Linked DNA regions of Mus musculus: all the other regions are linked to region 1. The links are chromatin contacts, called in public ChIA-PET and HiChIP or PLAC-seq maps. All regions are on one chromosome and are shown on one strand. Each heading gives the region's core, a stretch centred on a gene start, on an enhancer-like site or on the middle of the called end of the contact. The rest is flanking DNA. Distances are from core to core; before and after follow the strand shown. Region 1 overlaps Zmiz1 (zinc finger, MIZ-type containing 1). Region 2 holds the start of Anxa11 (annexin A11). Region 3 overlaps Zmiz1 (zinc finger, MIZ-type containing 1).

Evidence for each region. ChIA-PET counts read pairs in DNA pulled down with a chosen protein or histone mark. HiChIP or PLAC-seq counts read pairs in DNA pulled down with a chosen protein or histone mark.
Region 2: a contact with region 1 is called in an RNA polymerase II ChIA-PET map of effector CD8 T cells, with 9 read pairs. The contact joins the promoter of Anxa11 here to the enhancer-like site in region 1. A contact is called at or near these places in 4 of 115 datasets of contacts at active chromatin or transcription factors (effector CD8 T cells, embryonic stem cells and memory CD8 T cells) and 3 of 9 other capture datasets (adipose tissue, liver and pancreatic islet).
Region 3: a contact with region 1 is called in an H3K27ac HiChIP or PLAC-seq map of microglia, with 2.8 times the contacts expected there. The contact joins two enhancer-like sites. A contact is called at or near these places in 2 of 484 Hi-C or Micro-C datasets (liver and natural killer cells), 3 of 115 datasets of contacts at active chromatin or transcription factors (bone marrow-derived macrophages, effector CD8 T cells and microglia) and 2 of 9 other capture datasets (adipose tissue and liver).

Annotation. Positions count from the first base shown.
Region 1 is chr14:25,638,483-25,642,227 of GRCm38.p6, reverse strand. The region is part of intron 7 of Zmiz1 (zinc finger, MIZ-type containing 1); the gene reads right to left. Among named protein-coding and RNA genes, the nearest start is that of Gm52102, 21 kb to the left of the region's middle. Within about 2 kb of position 1,692, at least 130 of the 459 cell types and tissues checked have an H3K27ac peak or open chromatin away from gene starts, as enhancers often do. A contact at or near this core is called in bone marrow-derived macrophages, effector CD8 T cells, liver and 3 more, where this site is marked.
Region 2 is chr14:25,840,379-25,844,123 of GRCm38.p6, reverse strand. It overlaps Anxa11 (annexin A11), which reads right to left and starts at 1,969. Exons shown (of 15, transcript NM_013469.2): 1 at 1,829-1,969.
Region 3 is chr14:25,471,278-25,475,022 of GRCm38.p6, reverse strand. The region is part of intron 1 of Zmiz1 (zinc finger, MIZ-type containing 1); the gene reads right to left. Among named protein-coding and RNA genes, the nearest start is that of Zmiz1, 14 kb to the right of the region's middle. Within about 2 kb of position 1,907, at least 170 of the 459 cell types and tissues checked have an H3K27ac peak or open chromatin away from gene starts, as enhancers often do. A contact at or near this core is called in bone marrow-derived macrophages and microglia, where this site is marked.

The sequences.
Region 1 (3,745 bases), core at 443-2,942:
CATTGTTCATGGTGGTCAGAGAGTAACCTACTATCTTAAGCTGTTCTGGCCCCTGCTGCCTGGTCAGGTATCCGCCGACCTGGAAATTAGTCCTGAACCCATCCCTCACTAGCTGACCCTGCAAGTCTTCCTTGGGGCACTCTCATTTTTGAGCACATGCCCTCATGCCTTGTCCAAATACAGGAGTGGGTCCTGGTGCTCAGTAGCATGAGGGAGCAGAACACAGTGACAAACGGGGTCGTAGCTTGGTTGGGAGAGTGCCTGCCTAGCATGCACGAAGCCTATGCTTTGCTCTCCATCACTGCACAGACACGCCCGGAGAGAAATATTTACAATTACCCTATTATCTCAGAGGAGAAGACGGGAGAATCGGAGGTTCAAGGTTATCCTTGGCTACATGGAAAGTTTGGGTCTAGCCTGGGCTGTATGAAGCCCCGTCTCAAAAACAAAACAAAACAATAACCCTAAACTCTAAACCCAAACTAAACAACACAAAACACAGGCGGGAGATGGCTCAGTAGTTAAGAGCACTGACTGCTCTTCCAAAGGTCTTGAGTTCAAATCCCAGTAACCACATGGTGGCTCACAACCATCTGTAATGAGATCTGATGCCCTCTTCTGGGGAGTCTGAAGACAGCTACAGTGTATTTACATATAATAAATAAATCTTAAAAAAAAAAACAACCACAGTGCAGATGAATAAATACTGTTCTCTCAACACACCGGCCACTGTGGACTAAGAATCAGTACCAAGAGGCTCAGTCAAGAACACAATGTGAGCACAGGCCTTGGGGTCTGAGCAGCACATTCTCCAAGAGGATAAGAGTGAAGCAGGCTCAGTATTCTTGGTGTCCAAGGAGGGGGATATCAGGGCTAGACTGGAGAGAGAAACGGCATGGCTCAGGAGCAGGGCCCAGGAGCACAGGTGGCTGACTGAGGACTAAATGCAGCTTGTGAAAGTGAGGCCTGTGGCCAGGCAAGAAGGGAGGGGCTGAGCCACAGATGGCATAAAGTACCTGGCTGGGACACCCTGCAGAGCGTGTTTTCACAGAAAAGGGAGACCTCTGGCCATCCATTATCCTTCTGGATTCCCAGCTCTGGTATGCTGGACAGAGGTTCTCGAGTGACCGATCTCGAGTGACCGAATAAAGCAAAAAAGTCTGTCTTTCCCCCACCACACCCCACCCTTCAGAACTGCTTTACAAACTCCCTACCACCTTCCAGGCTCGTGAAGATTTGATTCAGGTTTTAACAAGCAGCTGGACAGGTCCAGGGGGGAGGGGGGCCCCCTGTCTCTCATCATCTTGGCTCCCAGGCTACTGTATCTAAGGCCCCTACTACCCTCAGCACCATGGCTGGGCCTTGTGGGAGGAAACCACCTTTTCCTGTTCTGCCTACCACTGACAGAGTACAAAGCTAGCCAACATTTCCCAAGTGGGCTCTCCACTGCCTGGCCAGTAGGTTCCCTGTCTCAGAACAAAGGTGGCCATCTACTTAGTGTGCACAGGGCCCGGGGGCTGCTGGACGCATGCTGGAGAAGCAAGTGACAGGCACAAGGGGGGCGGACCCAGGCCTCACGACAGAAGTGGCATCCACCAGCACACTGTGACTCATCGCCTTCTAAGGGCTCTGACTTGACAGGCAACCACAGCATCAGGCCTGTGATGTGTCACCTCTGCCTGGACTCTCACCCCTGTCTCTGCAAACCAAGGACAAACCAAGCTCCTGTGCCAGCAGGGAAAAGGGACTGGAGTGGGAGGGGACTGAGTGGCAAAAGGTGTCAGGGAGAAGGGCTCTGGGAGATGCATGCCAGGCCTTTGGGAGAGGCGTAAGCACTGGCCAGTCTCAGTGATCAGCACTGTTAGTGACCTGAGGCTCCTCCTCTGAGCTTTTCTTATTAATTAATTAACTAATTAATTAAATGGTGTGATGGTGCTTAAGTTTAATCCCAGCACTCAGGAGGCAGAGGCAGGTGAATTTCCAGAGGCCAGGTTGGTTTACATAATGAGTTCCAGGTCAGCCAGAGCTACACAGTAAGACCCTGTCTTGGAAAAGGGAATTGTGTGTGCGTGTGTGTAGAAACACTAGGCCACAGCACACATGCGTAGGTCAGAGGACAACCTGTGGGAGTTGGTTCTCTCCCTCCATGATGTTGGTTCCAGGAGATCAAACAAAGTAGTTGTCAGGTGCCTTTGTCCACTGGGCTACCTCAGTGGCCGTTTTTGCTCTCTTGTTAAAAATAATTTTCTGGGGTGGGGGCAAGAAGAGCCTACTACCAACAGAGCCTGGTACAGCTGTGCAAAAAATAACAACTCATACAACTTGTGTTTTTCCTTTTGTTTTGAGACACAGCCTCACTATGTAGCCCAGGTTGGTCTTGGATTTTTGACCCTCCTGCACACACCTCTCCTGAGTGGGATACAGCCTGTATCTTTGGTACCCTTTGGTTTCGCTTTCTATAGTGTTGGCAATCGAACCCAGGGCCTTGGGTTTGCAAAACAATACTCTACCACTGCCCCACCCCCAGCCCCTGCTTGCTCTGAAGGGGCTGGGAAGGGAGGAAGAGCCGGTCAAGAGGAAATCAGGCTAGTGTTTGGAGGCCATACAAGTCCCTGGGGATCCCCGTGCACCAGGCTTGGTTCTAATCTTCTTCCCACAGATGAGGAAACTGTGGGTCAGAAACTGGTGTCCAGTCTCACGGCCCCATGCCATGCCATGCCTCCACCTAGCATTCCGGGGCCTCGCTTTAGATTGTAGCAAATCCCTGGCCCTGGAGGAGGCAGGAGCTCACCCTTGATCTCAGAGGCTCCAGCGGCTTTGATTGTAATCAAATTAATAGATAAACAAGATTTATTAGACTCTTAATTAGCTTTGCGACACCGATTTGCATAGAGACAATGTGCTAATCACAAATGGCTTTTTAAACCACTCATTAAAAACCTGGGATGAGGAAACAGACGTTGTTGGGATAAAGTCCAGATCACCTCAGGGACACTGAAGGTGTCCTTCTGCCCAGGCAATGGCTAGATCCTCCAGGTAACACACAGCTTCTGTCCTGGAGTTACGGTGGGGGTGGGGGGATATAGGATGTTTCTGTGGCTTCTGCTAAGTGGAAGATGACCTTGGTATGGTCAACGGTGAAGCTAAGACAGAAGCTGAGGACTTTTACAAGCTACAGTTAGCTCATACTCGTCACAGGGTCACAGCTACTCTTATCAAGTGCTTTGGGAGCAGCCTGGATCTTCTCTGCATTTCTCTCATGGTGGTGGGCAGCACCATGTCTTTTTGGAACCTCAGGAGCTCAGAGAGGTCAAGGGCTCTGGTTAGAGGCACAGCACAGCCTAAGGTGAAAGAACTTGGGCCCCAACTTGTGGCCTCACCCAACTGTGGCACCACCACATCTACATGGCTTGCAGAGGGTATGATAGTGCTCTGAACCACAGAAAGACCATGGTCCCCAGGGGCCCTCAGACCTCTGGGTTCAGGTAGGGTTTCCAGCTCCAGTTGAGGACCCAGAGTCTCTAAATGCCTGGCTCCTCTAGGGACCAAACTCCAGACTTCCCAGTGTACAGAATACACCCCATCCTTAGTAAAAAGACAACAGCCCCTTTTGAAGATATCAGAGTTAGTTTCTCAGTTACAAATACTTGCTTTTTGCTTCCACTATCTATGTTTAGGAATTTACATTAGGGGTTTAACAGGTGCTGGGGACCTCCAGAGTTCCCCTGGAAATGAGAGATTTCTC
Region 2 (3,745 bases), core at 720-3,219, 200 kb before region 1:
AGTGATGGCTCAGCAGTTAAGAGCACTTGTAGCCCCATGGCAGTTCACAACTCCGGTTCAAGGGTATCCAATGCCCTCTTTGTCTTACAAGGGCACCAGCTACCCACATGGTACACAGACATACATGAAGACAAAAACACTTATAAATACAAAATGAAATTTGTTTAAAAATTGTAAAAATAAGCCTGGTGTAGTGGGATACAACTTTGATCCCAGCCCTCAGGAAGCATAGACAATCAAATCTTTGAGTTCAAGGCCAACAGAGTCTATAGAGTGAGTTCCAGAACAGTCAGGGCGACACACAAAAAAACAAACAAGAAAGGTAAAACTAGATTAACCATAGGACAGGAAAGCTCTCTCCGTGGATAAGAGTGAATACTGCTCTTGATGAGGACCAGATTTCAGACTCAGGACGTTCACAACTTGTAACTTCAGCTCCAGCGGAACTGAATATACACACACTTAACTAAAAATAATATAAATGCTTTTTTAAAAATATTAACTTGCTGGCCGGTGGCACAAACCTTTAATCCCAGCACTCAGGAGGCAGAGGTCTGTATGAGTCTTGATATTGAAGTTTGGGACCAGACTGGTCTACAAAGCAAGTTCCAGGCCAGCCAATGCTAAATTGGTAGACCTTGTTTCAAAAGCAAGCAAACAAACAAACAACAACAACCCCCACCCCAAATTAACAAGACAACAAATTAACTCACACAATCCTCACAGTGAGTCTATGAAATAAGAATTATAATTACCCTCATTTTACAGTGCAGAAATTAATGAGGTATCAGGAAGGGATGGAGGAATCCGAAGTGGACACCTGTCTTAGAGCAACAGACTGTGTGGGTGAGCTCACCTTGCTTCCCCAGCTAGAGAATCCCGAGAACAGACAAAGCCTTGGGGGAACAGCCCTGTTAATCCTCCAGGAATTCCCAACAACTGACGGAAGCAAGAAAATAATGAAGGAGAATAATGGGAGCAGGCTGAGGGTGAGCAAGACACCTGGCCCTTCCCCGCAAGGATCTGGGTCCAAGTCTAGTCATCCTTTCGACAATGACACACACCGCCATCAACAAAGTTGAACAGCCCAACCCAGGGCCGCATTTGTAGCTTTCTTCCGCAATAAGGCAGCCTCGGGGCAAGGCAGCCTCGGAGCAAGCAGGGAGCAAGCTAGTTGAATCCTGTAAAGGGATCAGACAGGTAGGCTGACACTCTAGGTGTAGGGTCTGGGAAACCCAATCTCCAAGGACGCCCACTGATTAGCCGGCGGGGAGAAAAATCTCTAAAGAGAATGTGCCCAGCATGAGTTTAGCTATTCTCCCCCAGATTTGTTTGACACCTTGTACGCCTTTAGGAGACTGGCCTGAGCCCACGGGACGTCCGGGTTGCCAAGCTCAAGCAAGCGTTCTTGAAGACTCTGGAACGAGAAGCGGGGGCAGGGGCAGAGGGATCCTAGCTGGATACGCGGTAAGGAAGACAGGCAGGCAACACGGCATCTGGCACAATCGTGCATTCTCTGGACCGCTTAGGAGCCTGCCTTATATAAACCCAGGGTGGCAGGTCCAGGAACCCGCGCCCTGCAGTTCCGGAGCAAAGTTCCCAAAGACAGCTTTCTCGGCCCGCTGGGCTCCGCTCAAGCTTCTCCCGGAAGCGCACTGAGGTAAGACCTCAGTCACCCCCAAGTTCGCACACCCTGGGACCCTGCGGTCCCAGGCTCACCTGCCCTGACCCCGTTCAACTCCGGGCCTTGTCCTCGGGGGAACATTGCACCCCACGCCACGCGCGAATACCCCTCATGCGGAAGCCGCCCGCCGGGACCCTCACGCACCTGGCACCAGGGACCGGGACACTGAGCTCGGATAGCAACTCCTTCCTACTCCCGCTTTCCTGGATCCTAACCCGAGAGTGTCTGCGCACGGTCGAAGGAGGAGCCGGCAAGGCGGAAAACTCTCCGGGCGCGGCCGCGTTTGTCGCCCCGGGGCGGAGCCGCACGAGATGGGCGGAGCCTCTCTGGAGGGGCGGGGTGCGTGGGACCACGCCCACAGGTGAGGGTTGCGCTTCAGTGGTAGCTTTGTAGGAAGCCCCGAGCTTTCCGGAGCAAAGCCGCTCTAGACCTCAGGATGAGAGGACATTCTCGCGGGTGTTTATTTTCAGGAGTTTGACAGCGAAAAAAAACTTAAAACAGTCACTGTGTACGGCAGGAGGAAACTTCACAATGGAAAAAATTACCACCTCAACCAGTGACCAGGGCCAACATCAGCAGTGGTAATTTATATTGATCTTCTGTCGTGTGGTGTCTTCCTCCTGGAGACACATGACCCCATAGTAATCGTGCAGAAATATCAGACAAGCCCCAATTGAGGAACTCAGGACTGTCCAAAACTCTCAAGGTTGTCAAAACAAGAGGAGTCTGAGAAGCTGTCACATGGAGATATGAAAACTAAGTAATGTGACATCTTGGATGGGATCCTGGGAAAAGGACACTAAGTTAAAAAAAACAATGACATCTGGACCATATATAGATTTAATAACAATGCATCAATATTGGTACATCTATTGTAGCAAAAATACTAATATGTTAATAACAGGAGAAGACCCACGTTGGTTGTTTATTTAGAAAAAGGTAGTATAGTGAGTATGATTGTGTAACATTTAAAAATAAAAATTAAGTCTCTTACTCTCCCCAGCTCACATTTAGGCACCTCCTTCCAGATGTTCAACACACTTCTACGTTTGTGTTGCTTGCTGTGCTTAAGCAAATGTATTTGTTTATAAAACAGGATTGCAGTATTTTTTTTTCCCCTCACTTTATATTCGAGTGTCCTTTCAACTGACGCCCCAGGACCAACCAGGTTCTTCGGAAGACTGCACAGGATCTCCCCCCACCCCTTACGGATTCTTCACTATCTAGCTCCCACCTGGGGTACACTTCTTTCATGGCCCACTTTTGATTTGCAAACAAGCCATTTGTCATTTGCATTTTAGGAGCCCAGTGGACTGTAAGAGCCGGAAGAAGCCTGGTTGGCAGGTGTGGTCTGCTTGCTCCAGCAGATCGGAATGAGCTAGCCTGCCAGGCTACTGCCTCACAGCGGGAAACTCAGGCTTAAGGTTTCAGAGTGAATGAATAAATAAATAAATAAATAAATAAATAAATAAATAGCAGAGGAACATGATTACTCCTAGGTATGGTGAAGGAGAAGGTTTATTGTAGAGAAAAAAGAGACATAGTCAAAGGCAGACACATCTGGGAGAATCCAGAATGGTCATGACCCAGAGCCTTGTGAGGAGAGTGGGGAGGGGAAAGGAGATGGGTGAGAGAGGAGAACCAGGTACAGCAGCTAGAAGCTAAAGGTACAAAATAAAGGGGGAGGGGTAACTAAAATCATTATATTATGTAGAGAAAAGCAGCCCTGTACCGTGGCCTGCAGAGTTGTGGGTAGAAGGCAGGTTATGCCAGCCACAGGCTGTAAGGTAAGGCAGGGTATGCCAGCCACAGGCTGTAAGGTAAGGCAGGGTATGCCAGCCACAGGCTGTAAGGTAAGGACTGAGGAATTCTGAGGGTCCAGGGTTTGAAACCTAACACAAAACATCACATAGAAAACCTCCAGGCTGGAGAGATGGCTCAGAGGTTAAGAGCACTGTCTGCTCTTCCAGAGGTCATGAGTTCAATTCCCAGCAACCACATGGTGGCTCACAAGCATTTGTAATGAGGACTAGTGCCCTCTCCTGACTTGTAGGCAGGCAG
Region 3 (3,745 bases), core at 658-3,157, 170 kb after region 1:
AAGCACTCGTGGCTACACCCAGCTTGACTCAGGGTTTCTCTGACCCAGGCACTGTCTGGGGACACATCTCAAAGCAGGAAGAAGGCAGAAAGCTAGTGGGCCCCCAAGGGGACCTCAGCGAACAGACAAGTAAGTCTCTCACTGTCAAGCTGTAAAGAACTGGTTTCTGTGGCTGTGCACACAGCCCAGGGCTGGGAAGATGGCTCAGAGGGTTAAGAGCTTAGGGCCTGACTCTGATTCCCCAGAACCCACGTAAAAAGGGCTGTTTCACCCGTCATTCCAGTGCTGGAGAGGCAAGTCAGTGAGAGACTCCCACTCAAAGCCAAACCAAAACAACCTCAATGGGTCCGAGTAGATGGCTCAGCTGGTAAAGGGTATTGCTGTACAAACCTCGTGGCCTGAGTTCAATCCCAGCACTTCACAATCCCGACTTCATAGACCCTCTGGCCACCATACATGCACCGTAGCATACGCATCCACATAAGCACACACCAGGCACACAAATGTCTCCTCACTAATAGCAGATCCTTTAACAGGAAAAGATGAATGGCGCCTGAGGAATGATCTGAGGTGATCTCCTAGCCTCAACAAGAAACACAGACCCGCTGTCACCCACAAAGTGAGACTCTTCCAGAAGGGAGACCTGACATGAAACCTGTGTGGGGTTGGGGGGGAGGGGGGCGTCTAGTGTGAGGATTCTGCCTACTTGGTAACAAAAAGGCACGAACAGGCTTCCAACAGCATTCCAGACGCAGGCATGGACTCAGGGTCCCACAATGCAGGGAGAGCATAGGGCTTGTCCAGATCACGAGGCTGTGAGGTAGCAGGAGTGAGTGACTAACTAGTTAGTAGACTCTGGTCAGGGCTGTTTCCAGGGGTAGGAAACACAGCTGGGAACTGAAGGGAAGGAAGACCTATTCGAGTGACTGCTGGTTCCCTAAGACAGAAAACAAAAACAAAAACAAAACAGCATTGCTCCTCCCTCCCTCCCTCCCTCCCTCCCTCCTTCTCTTCCTCTCTTCCTCCCTTCCTCCCTTCTCTCCTTTTCTCCCTCCCTTCCCACTTCATTCATGTTGGAGTAGAACTTTGAACCTCAGACTGCTAGATAAGCATTCTACTATTGAGCTACATACACCAGAGCACTTGGACTTATATTTCCCACCACCACCCCCCAAAAAATTCCCAGATGTCTCCAGGTTCCAGACTCTAGCCTGCAACTGCCTGCCCACTGAGTGTAACTGGGCTCCAGAGAACTCAGGCAGCCTGCCCCAGCCTACTCAGCCTCACTCCCTTCCTATTTTATAGATCAGTAATTTGAGCTGGAGAAGATGTGAAACCATTTCCTCCAGGCCCTACTAGTCCCAGACCTGGGGGAAACCTGGTCTACCTCTAAAGGCATAAAGGGCCCAAAGTGGGTGTGGGGCAGCCAAAGTCTGATGTCGATTTAGCCTGGGGTCAGCTATGCACAGCAGTGGGTGCCTGGGCTGGGTTGGGCTGCTTGACTCTCAGTCTGGTTTCTTTGTCTTGTGTGGACAAGGCTGAGCTCAAATGCACCTGCTTGGGCTGCAGGGCTGCGGGGGAGGCTGCAGCTTGAGCTTGGCTGACTTGAGACTCTGAGCGATCAGGCAGAGAGAGGAAACAGTGAGAACACGCTGCTCACCTACTGCTGTGGGCAGGGGACATCCTCTGAGGCTACTTGGGACAGGGCAGGGCAGGGTCCCCCCATAGCATGACACCAGAAGGCAAAACTGGCAGTGTCCAGCAAAGTTAAGGGCCACCCTGACCCATACTGGTTCAGGCCACTTTCAGGGCGAGGGAAAATGACCCAGGGCATGTGCTGGCTCAGACCAGAGTCAGCTGGCCTGGTTTGCTGACAACCCCTCCACCCACCTCGTGCTCTACTCTCTGCAACCCTGGCTGTGGGGACTTCCCTCTTTGTGTCCCTGCAGTCTCAAGGTGCAGGCAAGGGCAATCAGGCTACAGACACTTGGATCTAGACACTTGATGACATATCTTTTTAGGGAAATAGATGAGCAAAAGTGGGAGACAGGCCTGAAGAGGGCAAAGGGACCACCTGTCACATGAGAAGACAGATTAAGACAGCAAGCTAAGTATCCCCATGCCTACATGTTCCTGAAGGGTAAACTGAGGCTCAGAGACTGGAAAGTGCCTGCCACAGGCAACTTGGAGTTAGGAAGAACCCCAGGACAGTCATCCTGGGTCCATCTCATGGAACCAAGACAGAGCTGCCTTCTCTGACCCCAACCTCAAGTTCAGGAAGTTGCAACACTTCCTTGTTTCCATAGTAACTAGCTACTGCTCCAGGAATACACTGAAATGTTTTTGTTACCTCCTCTGTGCAGGCCCTGGGCCAACCTGTGAGGACAGGGATGGATGGACGGACAGACGGACGGAGAAAGGGAGTGTGAAGGGAGACCCAGTCCCAGCCCCAGCCTAGGATGATAGCAAGCAACTAAGAAAGAGAGCAGAGGGGAGGGAGGAGGGAGAGCCTTCAGTGGAGAACCTTCCCAGCATCTGATACTATCAGGGGACAAGCTCAGGGGTACAGCTTTTGACCTGACTTCTCAGGGATGAGTAGACGTTCACCAGACCGAATGAAGAGGCTAGAGAAAATGTCAAGGCTCCGGCCTTGAGGTACCTCTCACCTTCAAAAGCTGCAGTGTGCTGTGTGAGCCTGGTGGCTCAGCTGCTTGGGAGGCTGAGACAGGTGAAAGGGAAGTGAAAGGCCCCACCTGTACTGCAGAGTGTCAGTTCAAGGTCAGCTTGGGCAACCAAGAGAGACCTTGTCACCAAATAAGAAATTAGTAGGGATTGGCATGTAGCTTAAGACACATGACTCTGGATTTGACCCCCAACCTTGAATAACCCATATGTGTGGGACCTGCCTATGGTCCCAGCACTTGGAAGATGGCAGCTGGAGGTTGGAGAATTCAAGGCATCCTCAGCTGTACAGTGAATGCCAGGCCTGAACCTCAGAAAGTCTCATCAAGTCCGGGAGGGGACCTCCGTGGTACAGTACTTGCCTAGCGTGGCTAAAGCTCCAGGTTTGATCCCCAGTACTATGAAGGAAAGAGGGGAGGGAGGGAGAGAAAATGGTAGTGGGGGGACTAGAACTCAGCACAGAAAGCAGAGAAGATGAAGGCTTGATCACTGACCAAAAAGGAAGATCGAGACCACAATGCAAAGTGTGGACCAGATGCCCAGGCCCCTTCCCAATTTCAAGTGTCTAATGGGCGTGCTGACAGAGTAGGTACTGTAGCAGTGACAGTACAGGTGACAACCCTAAAGGATTCTAGATAACCACTCTCTCCGAGGGGAACAGGACTGGGGACTGGACAAATCCACAGCCCGGTTCTCAGGCTAGTGAGAGACGCTCCCTAACTGTCCCAGGGAAGCAGCCTAAGTGAATGAAGGCTTTAAGAACCTTGAGAACTGCGCACAGGTTGCTGCTTTGCTTGTCGTCTCCCCATCCTGCATGCACTTGGTCCAGCAGGGAGAAGGCCAGCCTCAGAGAGTGGAGAATGGAGGCAGAGGGAGGCCAGAGCGCTAGGGTAGGCGCACCCAGCACCTTGCTAGTTTTATTTCCCCTCTCTGAGCCTCAGTTCCCTATCTGGAAAGAGAAGGAAGGTATGATGGACAGGTTCCTCTATTACCCCCTGATCCCACCCACTAAATCATCTCTGGATCTGTGGGTTCCGGGAGGGGTCATGTCACCTGACACTGC